2 separate regions of the Anas platyrhynchos genome follow, and region 2 is linked to region 1. The links are chromatin contacts, called in public Hi-C maps. All regions are on one chromosome and are shown on one strand. The core of a region is the stretch at or near the end of the contact, and the rest is flanking DNA. Distances in the headings are between cores, read along the strand shown.

Region 1 (2,962 bases), core at 158-2,657:
TAGGGCACACATCGGGAGAAGTGCGGCAGATGCTGGAGAAAAGGGGATATCCTATGAAATAAGGCTAAAAGATCACCAAGGGCTCTCTGTTAATTCTGCTCCAGCACCTGGAGCCCCCAGTCCAGAAAATTTAATATCACCAAATCCCAAACCACCCATGAGCAGGAATTCATCTCCAGACAGCACGATGGGGGGAGATGAGGCAGCTCCAGCACGAGGCCAGGGACCCTTGTGCCTCACAGGTACCAGCAGTGCCAGCTTTATGAAGACACACAACACAGATAGAAATACCTGTTCGTTCTCATGCACATGCCCACACCCTGCTGGGGCTGGGGGGGTCCCATCCATTCCAATAGCTTAAGGGGGGTAAAAACCCACCGTGGGGGTGTGGGGAGAGGCAGGAGGTTCATGAAGCCTTTTGGGGCAACCCCCGAGGGTCCCCCCACAATGTCCTCCACCCATCTCAGCCCTGCTGTCCCCTGCACAGGACCCAGAACCAGCAGCAGGAGCCCCTGTCCGCGGGGATGCTAACGGGGGCACTGGTGACCGCAGCACGGGGCACTGCACCCATGACAGACACCAGCACACCCGTGGGCTGCTCCAGCGGGATGGAAGCACCCACCTGGGATGGAGACCCACCTACCAGGGCAGGGGGCATTCACACCAAGACAAGCACACCCCCAAAATCCCTATTTGCACCCCAAGCAATCCTCCATGGAGCCATGAAACCCCCCTGCTAGCTGCAAGCCCTCGGTGGGTCAAGCTCCCACTGAACTCCCATGGGTGATGGGGATCAAAGGGGGGGGTTCCCACCCACCCCTGGGTGCTGGGGGTCGAAGGGGGGCTGCCACCCCTCCAAGGGGAGCCGGGCAGTGGGGTGTCACCGAGCCTTACCTCCACTTGTGCAGGGCGAAGCCGGGACACTGATCCCCGCAGGTGTTGCAGGGCTGGCCCCGCTCCGGCTCCCCCGACGCCGTCACCTGCAAGAAACGCAGAGGTCAGCCCGGTCCCCGAGCCGGGATGGGGGGGGGGGAACAGGACATGGACGGGGACACCGCGGGGTGGGGGCACGCTTAGGAAAAAGAGGGAAAAACCATTAAAAAAAAAAAAAGAGAGAGAGAGAGAGGGGACATTTAGGGTGGCGGGGGCAGGACGCGCACCGGGATGGAGCCACAGGTTGGAGGGAGGGGGGGGGGCTGAAGGAGGACACCCCCCCAGCCCCCCAGCAGCACCTCCACCCCCCCGGGCACTCACCGAGCGGCCCGAGAGCCGCTTGCGGGAGCCGATGCCGAACATGGCAACGCCGCCGAGCCGAGCCCCAGCGCCCGGCAGCGGCCGCCCCGAGCAGCCCCCGGTCGCTCCCCGGCTCCGTCCCCGTCCCTCCGCCGCCTCCGCCGCTCCCGCCCCTTCCTCTCCGCCCCCGGCCCCGCAGGCACCGCCCCGGGCCGGCCCGGCCGCCCCCCGCCCCGCCCGGGCTGCCCGCCCCGCCCGCTGCCATCATTCCGCTCCAGAGTGAACGACCCCCAGCCGGCACGGGGCGGGGGGGAAAAATAGTTGGAGAGCCGCGGGAGATGGGATCCTGCAGAGCCCGGGGGGGCAAATGCTGAAGTTACAGCTCTGAGCAGGCTGCGGGGGGGGTCCTGGTTTAGGTTAAGCAGGGAGCGAACAGCCCGGGTTCCTGCTGGGCTCCTGGTCCCCGCCTTGCTAAGTCTAAAGGCACCAGGAGGAATGCAGCCGTGTAAAATGCGTTTGCTGCTTGAGATCCCAGGTGGGACACAAGGCACCTGTTGCACCCCCTGAGCTCCTGGGGCTGGGGGCTATGGGGCCGGGGGCAGCCCGTGCACCAGCTCTTGTCATCTGTACAACCCCCTCCAAAGGGATCCCCCCTGGCCAGCCCCCAGCCCGTACCCCTGGGGGCTGCAATCTGGTGTAGGGCAGAGGAGAAGCGTGAGCAGCAGACGGGTTTCGTGCAGCAGAGATGCCTCGGGAACACTCAGAGGGAGAGGGGAAAAAAAAGGCACTCATCCTCGCCGGGGAAGGACCAGCTTCACCATTAACATCTCGCAGCCTCACCCCAGTGGCTGTGGCTTTTTGCAGATCCTGTCATCTCCTTCCCCTCCTTCCCCGCCGCTTTGTTCCCTTGCCTTGCTGCTGCACAGCTGGGTAAAGTCGTGAGGCTTTGATAACTCTTCATTTAAGCAGTTTTCATTTTTTGTCATTTTTTCACTGGTATCTTCCTTGCTAGGAAACTGAAATGAGGCCAGGAGCTGCATGATTGGCTTTTGAATGTCTCTGGCAAAAAAAAAGTTTCAGGGTGATTTTCACTCTTTCCTCCCATAAATGTTGGGCTTCCTTTTAAAAATGAAAAAAAAAAAAAAAACAGGGAATTTTATCATGGAAAACGTTTCCTTTTGCATAAGATTTCTGCATGTCAGTGGGAAAAACTGACATTCCCTCCTCGTTCTGTTCTGTGCTTGCTATTTTTACCCCTCCAAAGCCTTCCAGCTTCCCCTCGTTGCTCCCTTCTGCCAAATTTTCTCATCATGTTCCTTCTCAGTTTCCCTCTCAGTTTCCTGCTCATATGGTGGTGCAAGAATATGTCCTAAACTCTCAGGGATGGAAGCAAGCTCTTCAAATACACACACGTTTTGTCACAGAGTGGGCAACTGCTTGCAGGCTGGGCTTTGAGCTCGGATGAAAACATCCCCAGCTGCATGGCGTATAGGGTACGGTAATATCAGGGGTGCAGAGTTGCTGTCATCTCCACTGAAGGACAACAGGATTTTAGGGAATGCGCATCATGCAAGAGAGGACCTGAAATTCGCCAGCACTTGGGGTGTCTTGCATAAGATTCAGAATATTTAAAACTCCAATTAAAACTGCTGAAATAAAAGCATTAATGGATACAGGACTTATAACAAGACTCAACGTGCTGTGGGAAATGCTTTAAAGGTGACCTGCA
Region 2 (3,125 bases), core at 282-2,781, 210 kb before region 1:
TCATATGTATATATTACGTTCACCAGAACTGCCTCTAGTTTCTTCATGAAAGAGAAATAGTCAACAACAACAACAACAAAAAAAAACAAATAGTATTTTCTCATCTTTACCTATATCCTTATAGATTTTTTCATAATTTTCCATTTCTCTCAGGTTCATATCATATACCAGAAGAGTTTTTCCCATTGAAAATTCACACTGTGATAAAGTACTCAGCATCCGTTGGTACTGACTGTAACTGAAAGCAGACAAAATATTCATTCCTAAGCAGCATGAAAATACCTGTCTATATAACAAGAAAACAAAGCCTCAGGTAACGTAAGAAACAGTTAAACAGTAATTACTAAACAAAATATTTCAAAGATTCAATGTATAATTTTTGGAAGTGCAGTCAGAAACACTGTATCAAGTAATTCTATCATGATGTTCTATAAGGTTCAAAGTTGGTATTAAAGCACTGCGCAGGCTGATCCAGGCATTGTTCGCTCTGTGACCACCAAGATTCACATTTAAATACTCCAGTGCTTCACTGTACCTGCTATCCTTACCCGGTGTCCTCCTGGAATTTATATCTGTTCTTACAACAGCCCCCAAAGCAGAACACTGTCTTATTTCCCCCACTGCTTTGGTCTGATTTTTAAAAAATAAAGACCAGCAGAAGCAGACACAGGAACAGCACTGCCCTTACCTAGGGGAACAACTGCACAACCACCACCTAAACTATTCAAGTCACGATAGTGCTATGATATCGTGACTGCTGGATCATTAAGCAACAAGGCAATCTTGAGGACATTCAGAGCATTGTTAGATTTCGTGAGGGGGTTGTGGAGTAATTTTTGAACCATCTCCAGCCCTCATCTCCTACCCTAACACCCCGTCTTTGTTCTGGAAACACCACAGAGCCAAAGCAGAGCAGCAGATGCGTACATTTTAACATGGCAGATTTGCTTTTTCAAAGCAGATCAAGCCCCATTTCCCACCGAAACGCAGACTAATTAGTCCAAAACAAAAAAAAAAAAGACAACAAATACCCTTCCTCCTGAGATCCGGAATTGCACCACTTAATGAAACTCTTCACCAACAAATTGATCCGCCTGTCGTCACCCGCCCCGTCGCCATCGATTAGAAGCCGTTTGCGGATAACTTCATCTGAGGGAAAGAAAAAATAAAAAGAAAAATAAAAAGGTTTTGTTGTTTTTTTAGTGCCTGTCCCGGGCCGGGTTAACCCGGGAGGACCCGCGGAGGAGAAGCAGCGGGAGGGGAGGCCGCGGACAGAGGAGGGCGGCCGGGAGGGGGGGGGGGGAGAGAGGTTGGGGAAAGGGGCTGGGGGTTTGTGGGGTCGGCTAGGGCCGGAGGGGGGCACGATGAAGGGAAAAGGGCAGGAGGGAGGGCTCACCGTCGGTCACGGCCCCCATGGCGGCGAGCGGCGGAGGCGGCGGGGCGGCGGCAGGGAGTGAGGTCAGCTCCCACAATGCAGCCGGCGGGAGCGGCCGCCATGGAGGGGGAGGCGGCGGCGGCCGGGGCCTGAGCGGCGGTGGTGGTGGTGGCAGCGCCGGTGAAGGAGGACAGGGGACGGAGGAGGACGGGCGGCTGGGGAGGGCCGGAGGGCGACGTGAGCGGCCCCCTGGCGAGGGGCGGCCCCGCCAGGTGAGGGGATGAAGGGGGAGGGAAGAAAAAGGGCCCCGATTCCAACCCCCCCCCCCCCCCCCCGCCCCGAGCCAGGCTCCACCTCTCCAGCCCCGAGCCCCCCGGCACATGGAGCCCTGGCCTCGACGCCTCGCTGAGCCCCTCAAGACTTCATCCTGAGGCTTTCACCTCGCTGGCTTCGTCCTCTGGGTCCTGTGGACCCCGCTGTGGGGTCCTAGGGGTCGGGGTTCCTCGAGGGTGGCTGCAGCGGGGTGTGGGCATGGAGGTGCCCCTGGGGGGGTGTGGGGGCTGCTGGAGCCCTGGGGTTGTCCCTGTGGGGTGTGACACCGGGAGGGCAGGCAGCAGGGCTTGGAGCAGGACGGCCTGGTGTCACGGGATGGCTTGGGGTGGAAGGGACCTCCAAGCCCATCTGGTTCTAGGGATGCAGAAATCTTTTTTTCTGGTGCTTGGGTGTCTGGAGATACTACAGTGTGACCGGTATCAAGCGTTGAGTTTCAGCTTTTTGGACCACTGACTTGAATGCTTATGCCATGCTAAAGTTGGCAACATCACCGTAATATATGTCCCACTGTAGTAATGGTACAGCCAGGGTTGCCACCCTGGTACTCCCTGATGGTTTTGGCCTCAAACCTGCAGGTCTGAGGGCTCGTTCTGCGCAGGGCCTTGCACTGACAGCCCCAGGGTCATGCAGAAAATGGAGGTAAGAAAAGAACAAAATCACGTGCAGTGTCATCTGTTCTCCTGCTTTTAGAGCTGTGAGTGATTACCGGTTCTTTTTTGTTCTGGACAGAGGCATTTAACAGAAATTTACATATCGCTAGGTGGTTTCAAGCCACTACTTTGCCTTCAACGGTGGTAACTGATCAGGTTCTTTGGAAGGTGCTATTGGGAAAGTGCTTCAGTGAGGGGTCATTGAAACACCAACTGAACTTTTGAGAATAAACAATTTCCAACACAGAAAATCTAGATAAGTAATTCTGTTCTTGACATCTACGTGTATTACTCTATATATGAATCGTGAGTGATATACTTTTATGTGAAAATCTGACTATTCAGTTATACAACGTTTGGTCCAAAGAATGGACCGTACGTACGTGAACTGTGTTTGTGCTACAAAAAAAAAGTTCTTTTCTTCATTTGTTGCCATTTAATACACCTGATTTGACAAAACCCTTTGCTTTTCCGAAGACATCAGTCCCTCTGATACAGCCCTCATACTCTGGCACAGGATGAGAAGGCCGAGGTGAACTCCTCTACACAGGTTTTGTACAGTGCGGTTTGTTGCTGCCTTTCCCTCTTTACCCATTGGTTGCCTCTTGGAACTCGGATCTTCAACATCTTGAAGCATCCCAGTCTTATGAAGGCTTAATATTCTTCTCGACCTTCTCTATGCTCTTTCTGTTTCTACTGTCACGAGAAGTTGATCAGAACTGGAGAGTACTGTAGGTGAGAATCCACAGTTATCTGTTTTGTAAAGT

The links. Hi-C and Micro-C count contacts between places; a contact is called where the count stands out from the background.
Region 2: a contact with region 1 is called in a Hi-C map of F5 follicle, with 2.8 times the contacts expected there. The contact joins the promoter of THOC7 here to the promoter of PRICKLE2 in region 1. A contact is called at or near these places in 2 of 8 Hi-C or Micro-C datasets (F5 follicle and subcutaneous adipose tissue).

Annotation. Positions count from the first base shown.
Region 1 is chr13:7,198,901-7,201,862 of IASCAAS_PekinDuck_T2T, reverse strand. PRICKLE2 (prickle planar cell polarity protein 2) reads right to left here and starts at 1,407. Exons shown (of 9, transcript XM_027467495.3): 1 at 1,255-1,407; 2 at 895-980. The coding sequence starts at 1,296.
Region 2 is chr13:7,408,309-7,411,433 of IASCAAS_PekinDuck_T2T, reverse strand. THOC7 (THO complex subunit 7) reads right to left here and starts at 1,531. Exons shown (of 8, transcript XM_027467760.3): 1 at 1,397-1,531; 2 at 1,032-1,149; 3 at 111-238. The coding sequence starts at 1,415. ATXN7 (ataxin 7) reads left to right here and starts at 1,502. Exons shown (of 15, transcript XM_038185728.2): 1 at 1,502-1,647.